Regions from separate parts of the Sus scrofa genome. Here all the other regions are linked to region 3. A link is a contact called in public Hi-C and HiChIP or PLAC-seq data. All regions are on one chromosome and are shown on one strand. Each heading gives the region's core, a stretch centred on a gene start, on an enhancer-like site or on the middle of the called end of the contact. The rest is flanking DNA. Distances are from core to core; before and after follow the strand shown.

Evidence for each region. A called contact is a pair of places that touch in the nucleus more often than the background predicts. HiChIP or PLAC-seq counts read pairs in DNA pulled down with a chosen protein or histone mark.
Region 1: a contact with region 3 is called in an H3K27ac HiChIP or PLAC-seq map of alveolar macrophages, with 2.4 times the contacts expected there. The contact joins two enhancer-like sites. A contact is called at or near these places in 1 of 5 promoter capture datasets (liver), 2 of 47 Hi-C or Micro-C datasets (embryonic fibroblasts and retroperitoneal adipose tissue) and 1 of 2 datasets of contacts at active chromatin or transcription factors (alveolar macrophages).
Region 2: a Hi-C map of subcutaneous adipose tissue shows a contact between it and region 3, with 5 times the contacts expected there. The contact joins the promoter of LOC100624218 here to the enhancer-like site in region 3. A contact is called at or near these places in 5 of 5 promoter capture datasets (fetal liver, fetal skeletal muscle, liver and 1 more), 32 of 47 Hi-C or Micro-C datasets (adipose tissue, alveolar macrophages, blood and 15 more) and 2 of 2 datasets of contacts at active chromatin or transcription factors (alveolar macrophages and skeletal muscle).

The regions. Positions count from the first base shown.
Region 1 is chr6:64,019,615-64,023,013 of Sscrofa11.1, reverse strand. It overlaps CFAP74 (cilia- and flagella-associated protein 74), which reads left to right. Exons shown (of 40, transcript XR_002344845.1): 8 at 3,230-3,399. Among named protein-coding and RNA genes, the nearest start is that of CFAP74, 18 kb to the left of the region's middle. Within about 2 kb of position 2,008, at least 5 of the 83 cell types and tissues checked have an H3K27ac peak or open chromatin away from gene starts, as enhancers often do. A contact at or near this core is called in alveolar macrophages and retroperitoneal adipose tissue, where this site is marked.
Region 2 is chr6:64,298,968-64,302,402 of Sscrofa11.1, reverse strand. LOC100624218 (MORN repeat-containing protein 1) reads left to right here and starts at 1,423. Exons shown (of 12, transcript XM_013988730.2): 1 at 1,423-1,598; 2 at 2,824-2,895. The coding sequence starts at 1,523. It overlaps RER1 (protein RER1), which reads right to left and starts at 1,264. Exons shown (of 7, transcript XM_005655986.3): 1 at 1,095-1,264.
Region 3 is chr6:64,156,974-64,160,304 of Sscrofa11.1, reverse strand. It overlaps PRKCZ (protein kinase C zeta), which reads right to left. Exons shown (of 18, transcript NM_001204374.1): 17 at 2,251-2,366; 18 at 1,118-1,878. The coding sequence ends at 1,791. Among named protein-coding and RNA genes, the nearest start is that of FAAP20, 11 kb to the left of the region's middle. Within about 2 kb of position 1,929, at least 51 of the 83 cell types and tissues checked have an H3K27ac peak or open chromatin away from gene starts, as enhancers often do. A contact at or near this core is called in adipose tissue, alveolar macrophages, fetal liver and 6 more, where this site is marked.

The sequences.
Region 1 (3,399 bases), core at 759-3,258, 140 kb after region 3:
GGGTTTGCAGATGCAGGGTTACCTCTGCAAAGGTGGGGAGTTTCCGCTGCAGCACACCGGGCTCAGCAGCCTGGCACGGTGGAGCACAGTGGGTTGAAGGATCCGGAGTTGCGGCAGCTGCAGCATAGGCCACAGACCTGATCCCGGGCCCGGGAGCCCCCTGGTGGTGCAGCCAGTGAAGGACTTGGCGTTGTCACTGCTCTGGTCCCGGCCTGGGAGCTTCCGCGTGCCCAGGGCGCAGCCAGGGAAAAGAGAAACAACGGTAGCTGAGCTTGCCCTTTTGTAAGTGTTTTTCTCTTCCTCCGTGTTCGGGTTCTTAGGCGTCAGCGTCCTTGGCCTTTCTTCCTGCTCCTCGGTCCCTGTCGAGGGACCAGCAGGATTTCGAAGTGCTCTGTACCTTTTCTAGGCCGCCCTCCCCGGGCAGAGGTGGCTGCACGCTGTCCAGTGCTTGACACCGTGCTTGTGCCGGCAGCTCTGTCCACCGCCGACCAGCTCCTGCCCGGGCGGCCGCCCTGCCTCTGGCAGATCATTGCATCCACCACTGACTTTAAAAAAAGTCTGGACAAAAAAAAAAAAAAAAAAAGGAGTTCCCGTCGTGGCGCAGTGGTTAACGAATCCGACTAGGAACCATGAGGTTGCTGGTTCGGTCCCTGCCCCTTGCTCAGTGGGTTAACGATCCGGCGTTGCCGTGAGCTGTGGTATAGGTTGCAGACGCGACTCGAATCCCGCGTTGCTGTGGCTCTGGCGTAGGCCGGTGGCTACAGCTCCGATTCAACCCCTAGCCTGGGAACCTCCATATGCCGCGGGAGCGGCCCAAGAAATAGCAACAACAACAACAAAAAGACAAAAGACAAAAAAAAAAAAAAAAAAGTCTGAATTTTTAAACAATTTCTAGTTCATGGAAGAGTTGCAAAAACAGCGCAAGGAACCCTCGTGTCCCCACGTCCCCATGTCCCCGTCACCCTGGAGCCACCTCACTCCCCGTGGAGTTGTCCAGCCTCGGGTTAGGACGCCCTCAGCCCTCCGTGGCTCTCGTGACCCTGTCTCTGGGGCCAGGAAAGGCCCCTCCCGTGTTGTTTGTGCGCTGCTTCCTCGGGACCATGGCCTGGACACCCCCACATGGTGCCCCCCAGCGAGGCACTCGGTGGCTGCCAGTCCCCTTTCCAGGGGCGGGGGCTTTGCTGACCCAACTGCGGTGGGGACCGCGGGTGTCTCTCACGCACCCGCATCCCTCTCACACCCTGGCCCCGAATGACTGATGCTCCCGCCCGAATCCGCCGTGGCAACGGCGGCCCAAGGGCGCTCTTCGAATCCGTCGCTCCTAAAACGTCCCGCAGGACAGCGCTGTCTTCTGCGCGATTGTTTAGGTACTGCGTGGACGCTCCGACTTCCGTCTCGCTCAGTGGGTTGTAACCGACTCCATCGCTGTTTTTCTGATGCTCCTGTCACCCCCAGTTTGGCCAGTGGGACCTCCTTCAGGCTGGGTCCTGCGTGCTTTTGCCACGTCCCTGTCATTGAGCCCATGGGCACAGCAACGTGGTCTGAGCCCGTTTCTTGTCCACCCCGGTCCTGGACCCAGCCGGCTGTCTGGAGCCTTGGTTTCTTTGGGGGAGGAATGCTGGTTAGGAACATGGGCCGGATGCTCTGTGCACCCGTGGCTACTAGGGCCTTGCTGCTCCAGGCATCACCCAGACAGAGCTGGGACCGGGGGTGCACCCGTCTGTCCTGAAGCCAGCAGTTCACACCTTCTCCTTCCGGCAAAACCTCTCACTTGTCTGGTTAGGACCTCACCTCTCGGACCGTCAGAAACCTGCCTCTCCTCATCCTCGATGTTTTCACTCATTTCTCCGTCCCTCCACGTACCAGTCTGCTGACGCTGCCAGGCTGCCCACAGCCCGGACCCCTCCCCTCGTGGCCCTGGCCCCACGAGCCCACCCGCCCACCCCTCCTCCTGCAGGCGTGGCTGCTGCCAGACTGCCCATTTCCTTTTTTGCTCGCTTGGCGCTCTCTCTCGCTCTCTGTTTTGGTTTTGGTTTTGGTTTTTTTGTTTTCTTTTTAGGGCCGCATATGCAGCATATGGAGGTTCCTAGGCTAGGGGTCAAATCAGAGCTGCAGCTGCCGGCCTACACCACAGCCACAGCAATGCGGGATCTGAGCCCCGTCTGCGACCTACACCACAGCTCACGGCAACACCGGATCCTTAACCCACTGAGCCAGGCCAAGGATCAAACCCGCGTCATCACAGATATTAGTCGGATTCTTAACCCACTGAGCCATAAGGGGAACTTCCCATTTCCTGTTTAACGTGCATTTACATGCAAGAGAATGCACGTCACGTGGTCCCCGTGCATCTCCTCCGCCAGCAGCCCTGCGCAGAGCGGAGCCTGTTACCCTGTGGGCCCAGCTTCTCCACTCACACAAGCTTTCTGGCCCCTGGCCGACACTTTCCCCTCCACCCCTGTGGGCTCCCCAGTCCATTTGCTTCACTGCTGGGCAGGGCAGGGTCTCCGCCTGACCTCCCTTCCGAATCGTCCCCCCCGCCCCATTGGGCGCGGTGGCCTCTCTTTTCTCTGGGTCCAGCCATCAGCTTCAGCTCCCAGCTCAGAGGGCCCCTGCCGGGCAGAAAAGGGCCTTCTGCCCCTGCTCCCTTAGGAACAGGGCATCCCCAACAGCAGAGAAGCCACCCCTCCAGGCCTGCTGGTGTCCGCAGAGCTGCCCCTGCCAGCCCTCCCTCGGCCATGCCCACCGGAAGCCTGCCCTTGAAACAGATCCCAGCGGGGACTTGCTGCTCAAGGGCACCCCAGTCCGCAGCGACGTCGGCGGGGACCCCCAAGTGTGGGCTGAGCAGGGCAGGCCGCGCTGCTGGCGCCCACTGTCCCCAAGGGGCGCCTGGTACTGTTCCCACTGGAGGGCTGCTGGCAAGGCACCTGTGCTGGGGGCTCGGTCATCAGCCAAACAGAAGAAAACCGCCTTGGGAGCCGCTGTCCCGGCGGAAACGAGAGGCTGATGGAAGCAGAGCATGAAGCGTGTGGCGGCCGTCAGGGCGGTCACCGCGTCCCAGGGCCAGGGCTTCCATGTCACCGGGAGGCAGCCCGGGCCCAGCAGGACAGTAGGGACAGAGCCGGGGGGGGGTGCAGGTACTGGATCCCGGGGTGAACGCGGTGGGGAGGGTGTGCCCCAGCCGCCAAGCCCTTTGCCGACTGAAGCAGAAGCGCCTCCTGTTTGCAAGGAGCACCATGTGGCACCTCGAGACCCAGGAGAGACAGCTGCAGGACGTTTGGAAGTCAGTGCGAGAGGAGGCCGCGGCCACTGGGAGGTGCCTCCGGGAGCGGACGGCCAAGCAGCTGCGCCAGGAGACAGAGGCCGCGGGGAAGGCAGAGAGGAACCAGCTGCTGCGGA
Region 2 (3,435 bases), core at 174-2,673, 140 kb before region 3:
AGCCAGTGGGGTGGGGAAGTGCTGCCGGACCTAAAGGCTTCAGGCTCGGCCACGAGGAACAGAGGAAAAAGCAAGATCAACAAATCATCCCAGGAGTTCCCGCTGTGGCTCAGCAGAAACAAACCCGCCTAGGATCCTTGAGGCTGCAGGTTTGATCCCTGGCCTCGCTCAGTGAGTTAAGGATCCGGTGTTGCTGTGGCTGGGGCAAAGGCTGGCAGCTGCAGCTCCACTTCGACCCCTAGCCTGGGAACCTCCCTATGTCACAGGTTAAAACAAACCCAAAATCCACCCCAACAGAGGCCATGAGGATCACATCTGAAGTTGTAGCCAAACCCTCCTGGGCCTATAGGTCCAGAGCCATCATTGCACCTGTTTGTGGAGTGGTTCTCCCTGCTCAGACAGCACGTAGGGCAGAGGAGCAGGCCTGCCTGGCGCCCAGGTCAGCCACCGCTTGGCTCCCACAAGCTTGCAGTTCACTGCAGCGCCCCTTCCCTCATTCCTCCTGGGTTCCCAGCAGAGTAATTTCCCACACTTTCAACCTCTGATGTCGTTCCCTGTACTACTCGGCGAGGCCCCGCGGCCGGCTCCTCCCTCCCCTGCGCGTAACCACTTTCCAGTCTCCACCTGGCCCTGATCACACGGCACCTACACTCACCAGGACCTGGGAGCCCTCACACACCTACTGGCGTCCACCTTACACATCTTGCGAAGTGGGAGACCAACCCGGCCGAGAGGAGGCGCCCTGGGACACTCCCAGCCCCAGGTGCCCAGGGCAGGTTTCCGGAGGGCAGCTCTGGGCAGGCACGCGGGGCGCCGTCGGCCGGGTCAGCCCGAGCGCTTGGGATCCTCGATTCAGAATCGCCAGGACCTCGAGCGACCCAACTCCACCGCGACGCTTCCACCCAAACCCTGCAGGCCAGCCTGGATCGGCCAGGACACCGAGGCCCCACGGCCCGGGGCGGCCGGCGGAACCCTCTCGGGACACGCCAGCGGGGGCGGGGGTCTGGTCACCGCGGGGACCCCGGGCCCGCCCCTGCCCTGCGCTCGGCCGCCAGCACCCCGGCCCGCGCCCTGCCCGTCCCGCCCGCCGGCACCTCGCGGTCCGCTGCGGCCGAGCGCGGTCTCCCGAGGGCCGCGGGAAGGAGGACGCGGGTGGCGGCCGCGCCGGCGCTTCTCTCGGTCCTAGAACGAGCAGCCGAGCACTTCCGCTCCGTCCTGTGCGGCGCCGCCTCCCGGCCCTCCAAGATGGCTGCCGGGGCGGGGCCGAGAGCCTCCAACCATTTCCGCTTCCGGTGCGGGGGGCCCAGGCCGTTGGCGGGGCGGTCGCGTCGGCGGAAGGGACGTAACCTGCGGAAATTCGCCGTCCCGCGCAACCGCAGTCGCGTCCTCTGGCTCCCGGCCCAGAGAGTTCCGCTCCAGAGATTGGTAACGCCCAGAAACTGAAACCAGGCCACGCCCCCCGCGACCAACGAGCCAATGGAGGAGGGCTGTGAGGTTGCTAAGGGAAACCTCTAGCGGCAAGATGGCTTCTGCCAGGGAGGGGAGCACGAACTCCCGCCTGACAGACCGCGACCCGCCAGGGCGGCCACCGCAGGACGGTAACCGCTGACGCATCCTACCAGGCCTCGGTCGTGGTGGGAGGGAGGCGGGCAGGTCTGGGAGCTCGCTGAGCGCCCCTGGCCCCTCACGTTCACTTTGGGAAGTCCGAGTCCTGAGCCGGGGCCAGAACCTGAGGCCCCGAGCCCCCCGACCTGCTCCTTCCCCGCGCCCAGCCCTCACGCCCGGGAAGACGGTCCCAGTGCCCGCTGGGTGGGCGGGGGCCCGGGCCCAGAGTAGCAGAACCGGCCGGGTCCTGGAGACCTAGCCAGGAGCAACCCTAGTCGGCCCTAGGTGTCCGGGCCGGCGCAGGACCGCACCTCCTGACGTCCCCAACGCGCAGTTGAGAAGGGCCGCACCCGTAGTATATGGAGGTTCCCAGGCTAGGGGGTCTAATATGAGCTACAGCTGCCGGCCTACACCACAGCCACAGCAACGCCGGATCCTTAACCCACTGAGCGAGACCAGGGATCGAACCCACAACCTCGTGGTTCCTAGTGGATTCATTTCCACTCCGCCAGGATGGGACCTCCCAGAAGGACATTTGATAGGAGTTGTTCATAGCATCAAAGAAGTGGGAACAGAGCGATCCCAGTCCATACCACTAACTTCAGGTAGAACTCAACCCTCGCTTACAGCAGATGCCAAAAGACACCGAGTCTGGCAACCCCAAGCTTCCCTAGAGCCGCCCCCGCCAAATCTGGTTTTGAAACAGGAGGGATGGTGGGGAGAGGGCCCTTCCCCCTCCAGGAACTACTGGAGTTGGGCGTGGGGGATGATGTGCCCAGCAGCTGAGTGGCAAGAAATGAAGTGGGGCAGGCCCTTCCCAGGTGCAGGTGTAGATTTTTGTCTGGAGAATGTGGTGCAGTGAGGTCCCCGCAGAGAGATGGGGGGCTCTTTCCACCCCTACCCACCCCCACCTTCACCCAGCTACTTTGGCTCAGCTGAAACGTCCCCTCTCCAGGAAAGCTCTCCGCCAGGCCTCCCGAGGACCCTGCACTCGCTCGCCCCAGCCCCCTCCCCCACCTCTGCACACCTAGTAGTTGCTCAGGTCTTTGCTGCAGTTCCAGTCCTGACCCAAACTGAGCCTGTGGGGAGAGTTCGCCGGAGGTGATGCCACGGACACCTGGAGAAGCCCCCAGCCCATCCCCACCTCACTGTTTGCTGATCATCAGCCGGGTCACCTGTGCCACGTGCTCACCTGTGTGTCTTCCTTTCAATATTCAGGTTACGGAGTCTACGTTTACCCGAATTCCTTCTTTCGATACGAAGGAGAATGGAAAGGAGGCAAGAAACACGGTAAGGATGGCCGGAGGCCTCTCCCCTCGGCCGCGCCACAGCCCCGAGGAGCTGGGGCCACGCCAGGTGCCAGCCACGATGGGCTCTCAGCTCACCAGTGCCAAGGAAGGGCCTCGCCTGTGGGGCTGAAGACCCAGCCGGCCACCCTGGTGGTAATAAAACTGGCTTTCTTGTCATTTCTGATGATAAAGACACTGCCTTTTTCGAGAGAAAACACAGACAGCAGAGAAGAGCAGGTACCACATGCAAGTCCCTGGAGTCCACCGCAGAGGTCGGCCTGGTCTTTCCGGGTTAGGCCCCCAATTGACATCTGGTTGGGGTTCAGTCTGCTCACACTCTCTGTCCTTCCGACTTTCTGCTGAAGGACTGATCTTTCAGTGTTATGACCTATTATTGTATCTGTCGGCTGCCAGTATTTTCTCTTTTTCTGGCTTTTTAGGGCCACACCTGAGGCATATGGAGGTTCCCAAGCTAGGGGTCGAATCGGAGCCACCGCCACCGGCCTACACCACAGCCACAGCAACGCGGGATCTGAGCCGC
Region 3 (3,331 bases), core at 680-3,179:
GCTGCTGTCACCACTTTGCAGGAACTGCAGAAAGGACACCTTTGTGGAGACGGAGCCGCTCGAAAACACGAGGATTTGTGTCCAGGCCCCACCCCGACACCTCCTTCATCTTTAACTTATAAAAACAAGGGACAGCACAGTCTCCTCCTCGGGAGCACAGGTTACGCATGCGTTTTGCACACGAGCAACCACAGTGGGAACCGGGAAGCTACTTGGTGACACCTTGACACTGAAAGAAATGCCTTCGATCAGAACAAACTCAGAGCCCCCCGCTGGGAGAAAGGGGAGCTCCCGAGGCCATTTGTGGCCCCTTCCTGGGCGCAGCAGGATCTCTGCCCACTGCAGGCGATGTCAGCAGGTCCCACGCTCACTGGTCTTAAGTGACCGTGTAGCCCTCATGGCGGGTCTGTGACCGGATGGCCTCACCAGGCTGCACACCTGCGAGGCCCACGGCGGCTCTGGCTCTGCTCCCTGGTCCATGTGTCAGTCTCTGCAGGCAGGTCCTCTGGGTCCCCACTGGGGGATGGTTGCCACACATCTCCACGCTCCACAGATGCTGCTCTGCAGCTGGGACCCCACTCAGGGCCGGAGGGTCCAGTGACCTTGGGTGGCCAGGGGCCCAGGGTCTAGGGGCCCTGACCCCAAGGAGACCGAGGGAGAGCCCAGGCAGCAGAGGGTCACAGCCGGGCAGCAGTTTCTCTCTTGTCACTTTTCTCACCATGATCTGCCCGGAGCCGCCAGCCGCACGGGGGCCACGTGGTGCAGGGAGATGGACCGGCAGGTGGGGGGAGCCCTGCTCACACTCTGTCCATCCCCGCACCACATGCGATGGCCCAGGGACTTAAAAAACCCACATGATTTAGCTCTTTCTAGAAAATCTTGGGTTGGGCTTTTCCCCTAAGAAAGAGGGTGACTGGGTGCTCTTTGCAGGTGATCAGAGTGAGAGGTGAGCTGGGCCAGGAGGGTGCAGCCCGTGGGCGTATTCTGACTGTTTAACTGTAAGGCTAGGGCCCTTCATACATACATCTTTCTAAAATTTCTAATTCTGAGCATTGTTCCTCATAAAAATATTTTCCAAAAATCTGATACATAACACAAGACATCAGGTAGGCACTGCTTAGTGTTTTCAGAAATATATTTTGTGCAGATTTAGTTTCCAATTTTCTTTTTTTCTCTTTTGGTCTCCGGGGCTTTGGCGAGCAGTGTTTTAGAGCCTCCAGACTCCAAGTTTCCTCCTGAGTCTAAGGCTCTGGTGGGGACCAGCAGTGCCCACGTGGGTGAGCTGGGCGTTAGACCACAGCGGCTCCTGCCAGGATCGGCGGGAAAACATGTGTTCAGTGTTAACAACAGGAACTTACCGGCATTTAGAAAATGTTCTGGATGTGTAAAAACTCTTCGCGGCAGCGCGTCCCTGCAGGCACTTCGCTCCCGTCCCCAGCCCACACCGCTGGGCCGGTGCCACCCGCGGAAAAAAGGCATCAAAGGGAAGCCTCGTCAGCATCGGGACACTTTATTCCTCAGGACATTACAGGCTACCTCTCCCGGCGGAGCAGGTCCGTTCTGGTTCTGCGGAAAGTGTGCACCTTCGAAATCGGGGGACAGTTTCTCCCTGGACACGGTCACCGCGGGGTCTCCGCGGCGCAGGCACGAGAAGCAAATTCCTCCAGCGCGCGGCGGCCGCGCAGCCGGACGAGAGGGCGACCGGCTCGGGCCCAGCCTGGCATGCATGCGCTGTGGTCACGGGCAGAGTCAGGGGCGCCGGCGGCGGTGCCCCGGGGCCCAGGGCCGCCTCACACGGACTCCTCAGTGGACAGCAGCAGCGGGTTGATGTACTCAAACCCTTCGAACTCTGACTGGTCGATCCTCTTGATGACGTCCCTGCAGGCGCGGAGAGCGCAGGCGCGCTGGGACCCTGCGCCCCGGGGGGAGGGGCCCACCTCCGGCCCCCACACGAGACTCCGCCTCCCGGCAGCTCAGGATCCGCAGCCCCGCCCCAGACCCCATGGGAGGCTCCGCCCCCGCCCCCGCAGCTCATCCCCACCCCCGCCTTCATGGGAGGCTCCGCCCCCGCCCCGCCCCGCAGCTCAGGACCCCATCCCCAACTCCTCCCCCCCAACCCCGCGAGAGACTCCACCCCCACAGCTCAGGATCCCCCCCCCCCAGATCCCGCAGGAGCCCCGCCGACGCCGTGCCCTCTGCGGCTCAGGGTCGGTCCCCGCGGCTCCGGACCACCCCCCGGGCGGGTCTTACTCGTCATCCGGGGTCAGCTGCACCGGCTCGCTGGTGAACTGCGTGTCGAAGTTGTCCAGGCCGTAGTCGTCGGTGATCTGCGGCTGGAAGGGCGGGAGGGCCTGCTTCTTCCCCAGCTGGAAGGACAGCGGCCAGTCAGACCAGCGGCGCCCAGCTCTATTTTGGGCACAATACCCTTTTTCTCATGGCTTTTGACAGCGACTCTGAGGCATAATGAAGTTCCTGGCCCAGAAGTTGAATCAGAGCTGCCCCTGAGGCCAGCACCACAGGCACCGCACCACCAGATCCAAGCCGCATCGCGACCTGTAGCAACGCCAGATCCTTCACCTGCTGAGGAAGCCAGAACCCACATCCCACAGACGGACACTGTCTGCTTCTTAACCCCCTGAGCCACTGCAGGAACTCCACATAGGCCTCATGTTTGATGCCAATTGTTTTTTCTTAAAGTCAAAGAGAAATTTTTCTCAAGTCAGAAAAAGCCTCCTTGTGCTGAAAGGTGCCGGCAGCAGGCCCCACGGTCCCTGGATGGGGCCGTGGCAGGAAGCCCTGGTCATCAGGGCCTGTGCCCCCAGCAGCCTCTCCACTTAAACCATAGGAGGTGGGAGTGTTTTCCTTTCTTAATCTTGGAACCCTCAGAAAGGAGCCGGGATGAGGCAGGGATGTCCCTCTGCCCACCCTGGTGCTTCAGGAGGGACCCTTCCTCCCGGCCAAGCCATCAGCAGTCATTTCTGCCCACACGTTTCTCTTCCCAAAGGAATGCAAACCCCCAAAACGCTCTGTCCGCAGGAGACGGGGCTTCTCAGGATCTAGACTCTGGCTGCCCAGCAGCCACTCAGGAGGCTGAGATGCGGTGCTGCCTTGCAGAGGGCGGGGTGGCTGCTGGGGCAGAGCCGCTCAGTGCCATGCCGCCCACAAGGAAGCACCACACCCTCTCTCCCGACCCCACCTGGCATGTGCTGTGCTCCCAAGAACTCAGATAGAGCCATAAGTGACAGACATGGTCCATGCCTTGTGCGGCCGTCCTGTCAGATCTGTTCCCACCAACAGCAGCCACTGTGAGGCTGGGAGCAAGACAAAACAC